Linked DNA regions of Triticum aestivum: regions 2 and 3 are each linked to region 1. The links are chromatin contacts, called in public Hi-C maps. All regions are on one chromosome and are shown on one strand. The core of a region is the stretch at or near the end of the contact, and the rest is flanking DNA. Distances in the headings are between cores, read along the strand shown. Region 1 holds the start of LOC123137596 (WD repeat-containing protein 44). Region 2 has its middle 63 kb from the start of LOC123137595. Region 3 holds the start of LOC123137597 (RNA polymerase II C-terminal domain phosphatase-like 1).

Region 1 (3,355 bases), core at 263-2,762:
TTTTTCGAAATCATGCTATTGTTTTGCTGCAACCGGCACAAACACTGTCCAAATCACGGTCGACACGAGATTGCACTGCAACCGTCGTCGGGGCTGCGGGAGGCTGTAGTCCTGCTTACGGTGACAATGACACGCGACGACGATGGCACGCGATGACTAGAGACCGGCATGCCACAACCGGCACCCGGACGCACTGGAATTGACATGAGGACGAGCACGAGGCCGCGCGGGTTGCCATCGAGCACATGGTTGAGGAAAAGCGCGGGGCGAGTGCGACAACACAGGTTGCCGCCGAGCACTGGTGGCGTGATTCCTACGAGTGTTGTGTTCAGATCGAAGAGAAGGCTCTGTTTGGATCCATGGCTTAGAGTTAGTTTGAGCTAGTTTGGGCTCAAACAGCCGTAAAATATTTAAGCATGAGTGCTAGTTTGAGCTAGTTGCATCTAACCCATCAAAAGAAACTATCCCATCCAAGGGGTGCTAATTGGAGCTAGTTCTCCTGGGCCCATTAAAAAAGTCTGTCTATCCCTGCACCAGATCCCTCCCTCCCGCACCCTGTCGTGCAACTCCACTCCCGCACCCCCCTCATGCGTCTCCTCTCCCGTTCCCCATCGCGCCGTCGACACCCCAGGCGCGCCCTCCTCCTGCCGCCGCTCGCCCTCCAGCCTCCGAAGTTCGCCCCGCTCACCCGCTCCCCCATCGCCCGTCGTCGTCGTCGTCTCTCTCTCTCTCTCTCTCTCTCTCTCTCTCTCTCTCTCTCTCGTGTGCGGCAGCGGCGCATCTAGCAGGGAGGTCGTGAGAGGTTAGTTCGTTCGTTCCTCCTCCTACTCGTGCGCGTGGCGGGGATCTGAACCGGCGGCGCGATTGGATCCGTCGGAGGCCGGCAACTGGGGCTTGAGGTGGCGTGCGTGGCCGATGATTGAGGACTGGGGGGCGGCTGTGTGTATGTGGCGATTGTGAGTGGGAGGAGGCCACACAAGAGCCGATCACACCAAATCCGACAGGAAAGAGGGTTTAAAGGAGCCAAATGATTGACAAAGTGCATTTATTATCAATCTAACCCTGTCATCCAAACACCTCTTTGGCTAGAATAGCTCGGAATTAATTATGAATTAGAAACTAACTCTAACCTCTAGCTAAATTAGAGTATCCAAAATGGGCCGAAGAGAGATAATCCAACGTCGCACCGCGATCGGCCGAAATTTGGACCGGTCGACCGGCGGGTAGCATCCGCGCAAAAAGAAAGGGCAAAACAATTGTACTGCTGCTACGGAGAGCCGTGAATGCAATCATCTCGTCGCCTTGTCCACAAAGCGGCGTCATAAAAACACCAGCGACACGGCTGCGATCGGAAACGGCGCGGGCGGTTGTTACCCCTGTCGGACCGGACGGAACAAAATTTACTCCCTCGCTGCCAGGCTGGCCCCCACGGCACCCGAATTTAACTCGCCCGTCCCGAGCGGAGAACGCTTCGCCTCTGCCTCCGCCAGTTACCATCAGGCAGGCAGTACACACACTACACACACTACACAGTAGAAACCGGCAGGCAGTAACGAGTGACGACACCGCACCACCATCACCACCATGAGCGGCGCAGGCGAGGGAGAGGAGAGGACATTTTACCGCGATGACAGCAGCGACGGCGACGCGAGCGCCAACCACCCTTAAGTAAGACGGCGGGGGAAAGGAAAGGGAGGAGGGAGGCAACAGCGGGTCGCGATTAAGCTGTCGCGCGCGGCAGGGAGTGGCCAACTGCTGGATCTGACGCCACTTTGCTGCTACGACTTCACCATCTCTCCCCCCCTCGCTTCGCCCACGCCGCCCCCCCTCCCCTCCCCCTGTCGCGCAATTCCTCGAGCACCGCGGGCGCGCGCGCGGCCCCGATCTCCGCGGCGGCGGCCAATGCCGGCGGCGCGATGAGCGTGGAAGACGAGGTGCTGGGGGAGGAGGGGGAAGAGGACACGGAGGAGCTCTTCTACGAGTCGCTCGACCGCATCCTCTCCTCCTCGGCCTCCTCCACCTCCGCCTCGGACGACGACGGCGTCGACCTCCCGCGCCGCAGCCGCCGCTACGATGCCGCGGCGCTCGACCTCTGGACCTCCCAGCCGGCGCCCATCCAGGAGCGCCGCCACCGGCTGCTCCAGCTGATGGGGCTCGCGGGGGACCCCTCCCTCGCGCGATTCGAGATGGGCCGATCCGCCTCCTACGACGATGTGGGACCGCGGCCGGCTTCTCCCGTCTCGCGGTCCAGATCGGATGGGGCCTCCACCGCGAAGCCTCCGGTTGGAGGCGGCCGTTTGCGCCCCACCTCGTCCGACGCATCAGATGCCAGTGCCACGCTGGAGGCGGTCGAGGAGGACCCAAGCTGCTTGATCAGGAACCTCGACGACGGTAGCGAGTTCGTGGTGAGGGAGGAGTTCGGGCTCCGCGAGGTTGGTACCGGCCGCCAGCTTACCGTGGAGGAGTTCGAGCTATTCATCGGCCGCTCCCCCATCGTCCAGGAGCTCATGCGCCGCCAAAGCGTCACCAACTCCAACCCAAACTCCAATTCCCAAAGTGGCGCCTCCACCCCCATGGAGAGGTCCAGCTCCGGCTCCAGCAATGGCGGGGCGCGTTCTAGGCGGCGCAGCAGCTGGCTTCACACCATCCGCAGTGCGGCTGGCTCCATGGTCACCTATTCACGTGACCGCCGCGGCGACGACAAGGACACGTCCTCAGAGAAGGGTGGCCGCCACTCCAGCTCGGCTACGGAAGACAGCCAGGATGGCGTTGCACGCCATGGTCCAGACCGTGTCAAGGTGCGGCACAACGGCAAGTCATACAAGGAGCTCACTGGCCTGTTCATGAACCAGCAGATACATGGGCACAAAGGGTCCATTTGGAGCATCAAGTTTAGTCCTGATGGGCGATACCTTGCAACTGCTGGAGAGGATTGCGTGATCCATGTTTGGGAGGTGTTGCACTCCGGAATGATGAAGGAGGAGAGGGAGGTGGGAGATAATGGGACCTGCAATCCTTTCGCTGCCATGGTATGTGATGAGTCACTGGAGCTAATGTTAGCATCGGTTGCTACAGAGGGCAGCCATTGGGAGAAGAAGCTGCCAGCAACGGATCTGCACAGTCGGAGATCTGGGGGCTCAGACCAGTTGATGGTGCCAGAGCATGTGTTTGCACTGTCTGAGAGGCCTGTTATAACCTTCGCAGGGCATTTAAAGGATGTGCTTGATCTCTGCTGGTCCAAATCTCAGGTAAAGCTAACACGTTGTAGTCTTGCTTCAATTCCAATGTGCGAATACTTTTGAGTGTAATCTTGAGATGCAGAATGTTCTTTGAGTAGAATGAAGTTCAGGATGGA
Region 2 (3,355 bases), core at 352-2,851, 450 kb before region 1:
GGATAAGCTCCACCCGCGGGGAAGACCCACGGTAGCCACGTACCGGTCAAGGCTTTATGTGAAGCTGGATTCGTAGAAAACTTGCAGTTCAAGGCCCAGTCCACTGTTCAAGTTGCTTATTAGTGTAGCATAGAGTTCTAGGTGGAAGTTCAACTTAACAGTCTCCACTGCAGTACCGGTATATAAAACAGTGTTTTGTAACCAAAGGCAGATTTTGTGTGCCTCTGGGATCTGGTGGGGGATTGCTGGAATTTAGTCTATTTTGGGACAACCCAATAACTATTTCAGAAATTCCTAAATAAATTCTAAAGGCCCACTTAGCCCATTTGTGCAAGGCAAGGGATACTACTAATGTTTAGTCCCACATTGCTAGTTGAGTGGGCGTTGGACCTCCTTATAAAGGAGGCTCTTTCCCCACTTGTATGAGCATTAGAACAAGGGGGACATCCACACGCGCTCCTCCTCCGCCGCCCGCCGCGCCGCGCCGCAGGTTGCGGGAATGAGCCGAGCCGATGTCTAACATTTTTTCGTCTCCCGCGTTCCCTTCAGCTCCCGGCGCAGCCTCTCGCCTCCTTCTCTTGCGCCTATAAAAGGGAGGTCGCTCCTCTCAGAGAGACGCACCAGAATCTCTTCCTCCTCTCGCCACAAGTTCCTGAGCACTGCGCTGCTGTTACGTTCTTCCTCATCCCAGCTTGCGGCGTGCACCGCTGGTCGGGACAGTAGGCCTCCGGAACCGCACCTTTTGAGTCCTGTACGGGAGAAGAGTGATAAGGTTTTTGGGGAGCGCTCTGCGCGACTACTGACTTCTTCGTCACGGACGCCCCGGACTCCGACGACTACTTCCCCGACGTCGACAACCTCCTCGACGACATGGAGGACACCGACTCCAAGTCCAGTGTCTCTGCTCCTACTGCTATCACGTACGTGTATCTCCCCTTTCTATTAGAGGTTCTGCTACAGTTCCTGATTGTAGTATTTGCCCTAGATATGTTAGACTCTATTTCATATGTGTAACCTGCTATACTGTCTGCTCTAGATATGTTTAGTTACGGTTTATATATGAACATGTTGTTTACCTTCTCTTTGTCAAATCGCATGGCTTATTTTATCACTGCTATACTAGCCATGTTTTATCAGCTATTTCTGTTAATAAAATCATTCGGTAAATTGCTCATATTTCCAACAATTTTTTACTCCACTAACCGGTATAAGGGATCGGCTATGTGCGACTTGGGGAAAAAAATCACTTATACTTCCTTGCAGCTGGATAAGGAATCGGTTAGAAATGGCCTGACTCTGCAGAGACAGGGATTAACGGGTGTCCTTCAGGGACAATCGCTCACCAACAAGCCACTAGTAAACGAAGTGGCTAGCAAGCAAGCCCTTTGAGAGAGCTCCACCTGCCCCGCCAATGCAGGAGATAGACCAAGAAAGTGGCCAGTCGTCCTCGAGTCGTAGTTAAACTCTGCAGGGCTACGCAAGGCGCAATCATGCAGGTTGCCGTACCCGCGATAAGGTCCGCGCATAGATACAAGGCAATGATTGCGCATAATTCTACCGCCTCGCGTTGTTTAATCACTACTCCTGGCTCGCTTAACCCTGGATCAAGGCACGTAACGACCTTATCAAGCCGCCTCCCCGCGCGTCGTTAGGATTAGGTTTGGGCTGAGGTCACCGACGACGAGGAGGATCCTTTCAGCTCTCACGAACCCGTTTGGCGTCCGAGGGGCGCATCAGCGAGTGTCGCTGTAGCCGACCGAACGGATCAGCATGGGCGCGCTTTGTTTAATCGGGAAGTGCTCTGGGGATTAGCCAAGTAATCGCCCCGCATTAGCGTGCCTCGCAGTAGTATATTGTTGGTACGATGAAAGTCAATCCTAGTGCGGGGGGTGGCGGACATGGCGTCACTGCTCTTGTACATATCGTTTGACCTCTTCTTCTCTTCCTGGCACGCAACAGCTCAGCAGAAAGAATATCTGCAGAATAACTGGATCTACACCCTGATGCTCGTCCTCATCTTGTACGCATGTTATTTGGCCATTTGGACCATGGCATGCATTCGCTAACAGCTGAACAAAAGAAAAGAAAAAAGATCGATAAGCAAATCTCCATTGGGTTGACATCACTTGACTGTAAGAATACATTCCGAGCGTACAGAGCCAGTGGCATTGCATTTTATTTTAGCACTGAAATACCTTGCCGAACCCCCAGTATAATAGACACCTCTCGGAGATTTAACACTGCCGCAAGGAGTAATGTTCGTTGTTCCACAAAAATAAAACATCCTGTATATGTGTTGTCTAGCTAAAGGCATGGTGGGTTGACTCGCTCGAAAATATCTACCAACATATCTTCAGAAATGGAAAAAAACGTCGGCACGCTTTACAATTGTTCGTACCACACTATTAGCTAACAGCAGCAACATATACTTAGTCGAGAGATGCAACAAAAGTGATCTTCACATGATGCAACAAAAGAGAACTAGGCTGTAGCCTAGTGGCAAGGGAGCGCAGTGGCGTCTCCAGCAACCAGGGTTTGAGCCATGTCGGGGACGAATTTCTGGTTTCTCACAAGGGATGCTTTCTCCTATATCAATAAACCATGGGTGCTAGTGCCCATGAGTTTCATCTTTTAGAGAACTAGGCTGTAGCCTAGTGGCAAGGGAGCGCAGTGGCGTCTCCAGCAACCAGGGTTCGAGCCACGTCGGGGACGAATTTCTGGTTTCTCACAAGGGATGCTTCTTCTATATCAATAAACCGTGGGTGCTGGTGCCCATGAGTTTCATTTTTGAGAACTAGGCTGTAGCCTAGTGGCAAGGGAGCGCAGTGGCGTCTCCAGCAACCAGGGTTCGAGCCACGTCGGGGACAAATTTCTGGTTTCTCACAAGGGATGCTTTCTCCTATATCAATAAACCATGGGTGCTAGAGCCCATGAGTTTCATTTTTTTTTTCTCTAATGCAGCTACTATTTGTCAGCAGCAATCCCTCATCTAACATTTTTCTTTGTCTGAAAAGCAGCTCATCTAACTTAACTACACGTTTCATCCAATAGATCAGCCGACTAGGCCTTATCCTCAGAAGTAGCCGACTAGTAGTACTATTGTTTGTTACTACATCTACTGTTATCCACCGAAGCCCGAAAGAACCAGATTAGAGCACTCAACACAGAAATTGCCTGCTGATGCTGTCAGCTTAAAAGATCAGAAGCCAGCCGACTTCATAAATAAATTGCCGTATGCATTGCAGAAGGATTGTGAAGAGTTTCGTTTAGTATTCATTGCTACTCCCTCCGTCCGAAAATACTTATCCTAAAAATGAATAAAACAGATGTATCTATAACTAAAATAAGTCTAGAT
Region 3 (3,355 bases), core at 300-2,799, 380 kb after region 1:
TCCTACGACTCAAATCCACCAAAAAGAAATCATCGGAAAATAACTGTCTTCACTCTTAATCGCCGAGGGGAAACAAACTGTCTCATGCCATCTAATAATCTCTGAAAACTCAATGTACACGGTTAGTTCGCAAAACACATTATCATCAATCATCAAAACTACTAAGGGTAAATTATGCCCTAATAACACCCAGTCGGCGACGGCCACCGACCGAGCCACGCAAGCCGCACAACGAGCATGCGTGGACCGATTTTGACCATGCCTGTGGGTCCCGTGGCCCACATGTCAAGGAGAGAGAGAAGGGGTTGTGTGAGAGAGTTTTTTTGGTTTGGGGCCCTCCTGTAAGAGAGAGGGGAGGTGAGAGATTTTTTTCAGGTGGTAGGTCTCATGTGTGTGTAAATGACATATCCAAATAGGGGAAATACTGTCAAGAAAACTTCCCGTAGACGGTCAAAGGCCTTTGGCCAGATGAAAACGGCACATAGGGGTATTTTCATAAGGGCATAGACGGAAGAGGGGTATAGTTGAGCACTATTTTTATTTAGGGGTAAAGATGAGGCCAGGTGGAAATTGGGGGGGGGGGAGAATGTAAATGTCTCTAGTTTTTTTGGTTGTACTATCATTATTGAAGATGTATATAACCGAAAGTTTTTTTTAAGCATCAACCAGAGAAATTAGTCTTTTTATTAGCGTTCCGAATACGACTGCTACTTCTATTTTTAAGTCTTTTTATTTATTGATTAGCCGGTCTATGCAAAAGGAGTCGTGCATGGCCCTGAAAGAGAAAATGTTGCCACCCACCCACCCACTCACCCACCATAATGAAACCTCAGCAGCCACCGTCCGACGCACATGCCAGGAGAGAGAGTTTTTTTGGTTTGGGGTGCACCTATAAGAGAGAGGGGAGGTGAGAGAGAGTTTTTTTTTCCTTTTTCAGGTGGTAGGTCTCATGTGTGTGTAAATGACATATTCAAATATGGGCAAAATTGTATAGAAAATGCCCCGTAGACGGCCAAAGGCCTTTGACCAGATGAAAACGGCGCAAAGGGGTATTTCCATAAGGGCACTAGCCGGAAGAGGGATATAGTTGAGCACTCTTTTTATTTAGGGGTAAAGATGAGACCGGACAGAAATTAGGGGGACAACGTAAATGTTCCTAGTTTATTATTTTCTTTTTGCGAGGGTTTTCGTTGTAATACCATGATTGAAGATGAATATAATAAGAAGTTTCTTTTGTTTAACATCAACCAGAAAAATTAGTTTTTTTATTAGCGTTCGGAATCCGACTGCTACTTCTATTTTTTAAAGTCTTTTTATTTATTGATTAGCCGGTCCATGCAAAAGGAGTCGTGCACGGTCTTGGAAGAGAAAATGTTGCCAACCACCCACCCACTCACCCACGAGCATAATAAAAGCTCGGCAGCCACTGTCCGACGCACGAGACGTGACAGCCTCGTGCTCTCGTCCAGAAATCAAGAAGGAAAAGAAAATCCCTGCTAATTACGTGGCGATAGTGCCAACATATCCGCGCTCCCACCCTCTCGTCCTCTCCTCTGCCCACCACCACCAGGCCTTGCCGCAACCTACCAAATAAATCCCTCTCCTCTTACTCGTCCCGATCAGACGCCTAGGGTTTCAAGCTTCTCCCCGCCTCCCTCCCCTCCCCCTTCTCACGCGGCCGCCATTGACGCGGCAGCGCACGAACTCCCCCAGATCTGACCAATCCACCCCCAAATCTGGGCTAGAAACGGTGAATAGTTCGGGCACGATCTGAAGCACCATCGTTACTAAGACCACACGCGCACGCATCTATCCTCCCCCTCTGCCCGTCTCAATTTTACTTTTTTTTTGTTTCGGACGCTTCATAAGAACAGATCTGCAAGCGGATTGCAGATCTACCTGTGTGAGAACCAGGCCCTTTGATTTTGGACGCGTCGAACGAAACTTTTGACCTAGAGGAAGGATTCGTTCCTTCGAGATCTGTTTGTCTGTTTTGTTGGTTTCGTTGGAGAGAGAATGATCAAGTCCATGGTTTATTACGGGAACACCTCCATCGGGGAGGTGGAGGTGTGGCCCAAGGGCGACACGAACCTGGGCGCGGCGGCGTGGGCGCGAGAGATCCGCGTGGACCGCCTTTCCCCGCCCAGCGAGCGCTGCCTGCCGCTCGCCGTCATGCACACCGTGGCGGTCGGGGCTCGCTGCCTCGTCATGGAGTCCAGGCCGCCCAAGGCCGCCGACGAGCCACCACCGCCACTCGTCGCCATGCACGCTGCTTGCCTCAGGGACAATAAGGTATCTAAATCATCCCCGGCATAAAAAAAACAAACAAAGATCAACGACAACAGATTGAGGAATCTCTGTAATCTTACATGGGAAGTTTCAAGGAAACTCTCTAATTTTACACGGAAAGTTTCAAGGAAACTCTCTAATTTTACATGAAACTTTTAATATTATTACATGGACATTTTGGAAAATCTTTTTTAATCTTACATGGACAAGTTCACCAGGACAAAACCTTAACATTTACTGCATGGATATGTATGTATGTGGACTCTGAATAAGTCAGCCGACAAAATGCCCTGATATTTTTTCCATTGCTGATGCTGACTCGAAGGAATCATTTTATAGACGGTGTTTTCTGGACTTGGACTTGCTTTTAATTCGTTCCTATCTTACATAAATAGAATCTCAACTTGCCAGTTTGATTACTGATGAGTTGGAACATTAAGTCCGATGGCTTGTGAAACACTGTTAATTTGTCTGATACTCAGGGACTTTAATTACTTGGACGTCACATCAGTTGATCACTCTAATTGAATTTGAACCTTGATTTGTTGTTTTTGGAAAGAATTTCAAGGACGTGTGAACTTACATAGACATCCATTGTAACAAGATTCTGCTGGATTCTCACTGCAAAAAACTTGACGAGAAAATTTGATTTTCAGTTTGGCAATGCATTTAATTTTGTATTTAGTAATCCACTTCTGTTAGCTTTAAAGTTGAGAGGTGCTGTTGCTTGGCTATGAATATTTCCATCCTCAACTTACTGCCTTAAGAGACAAGTGTAATTTACGTCATACTCCGATTCCATAATTCGGAATCAAATTCTTGCACTCCTGTTTGCCTAGGAACTTAAATACTTAGTTTGTTCTGTTGAAAAACATCTATCTTCATTTTTTACATTCCATTTACCTTTATTTTCTGTTTTTACTCAGAAAAAAACATTTATATGTATATACTTCTATTATTGATATTGCTCCTTTTATTTGTTTGTGCTTGCAGACTGCAGTTGTTCCGTTAGGAGAGGAAGAATTGCATTTAGTGGCAATGACATCAGGGAGAAACTTGACAAACC

Evidence for each region. Hi-C and Micro-C count contacts between places; a contact is called where the count stands out from the background.
Region 2: a contact with region 1 is called in a Hi-C map of leaf, with 6 times the contacts expected there. The contact joins the enhancer-like site here to the promoter of LOC123137596 in region 1. A contact is called at or near these places in 2 of 5 Hi-C or Micro-C datasets (both in leaf).
Region 3: a Hi-C map of leaf shows a contact between it and region 1, with 4 times the contacts expected there. The contact joins the promoter of LOC123137597 here to the promoter of LOC123137596 in region 1. A contact is called at or near these places in 3 of 5 Hi-C or Micro-C datasets (all in leaf).

The regions. Positions count from the first base shown.
Region 1 is chr6B:483,421,180-483,424,534 of IWGSC CS RefSeq v2.1, forward strand. It overlaps LOC123137596 (WD repeat-containing protein 44), which reads left to right and starts at 1,513. Exons shown (of 7, transcript XM_044557414.1): 1 at 1,513-3,248. The coding sequence starts at 1,917.
Region 2 is chr6B:482,966,295-482,969,649 of IWGSC CS RefSeq v2.1, forward strand. No RefSeq gene overlaps it. Among protein-coding and RNA genes, the nearest start is that of LOC123137595, 63 kb to the left of the region's middle. Within about 2 kb of position 1,602, at least 2 of the 8 cell types and tissues checked have an H3K27ac peak or open chromatin away from gene starts, as enhancers often do. A contact at or near this core is called in leaf, where this site is marked.
Region 3 is chr6B:483,804,116-483,807,470 of IWGSC CS RefSeq v2.1, forward strand. LOC123137597 (RNA polymerase II C-terminal domain phosphatase-like 1) reads left to right here and starts at 1,550. Exons shown (of 17, transcript XM_044557415.1): 1 at 1,550-2,292; 2 at 3,283-3,355. The coding sequence starts at 2,017.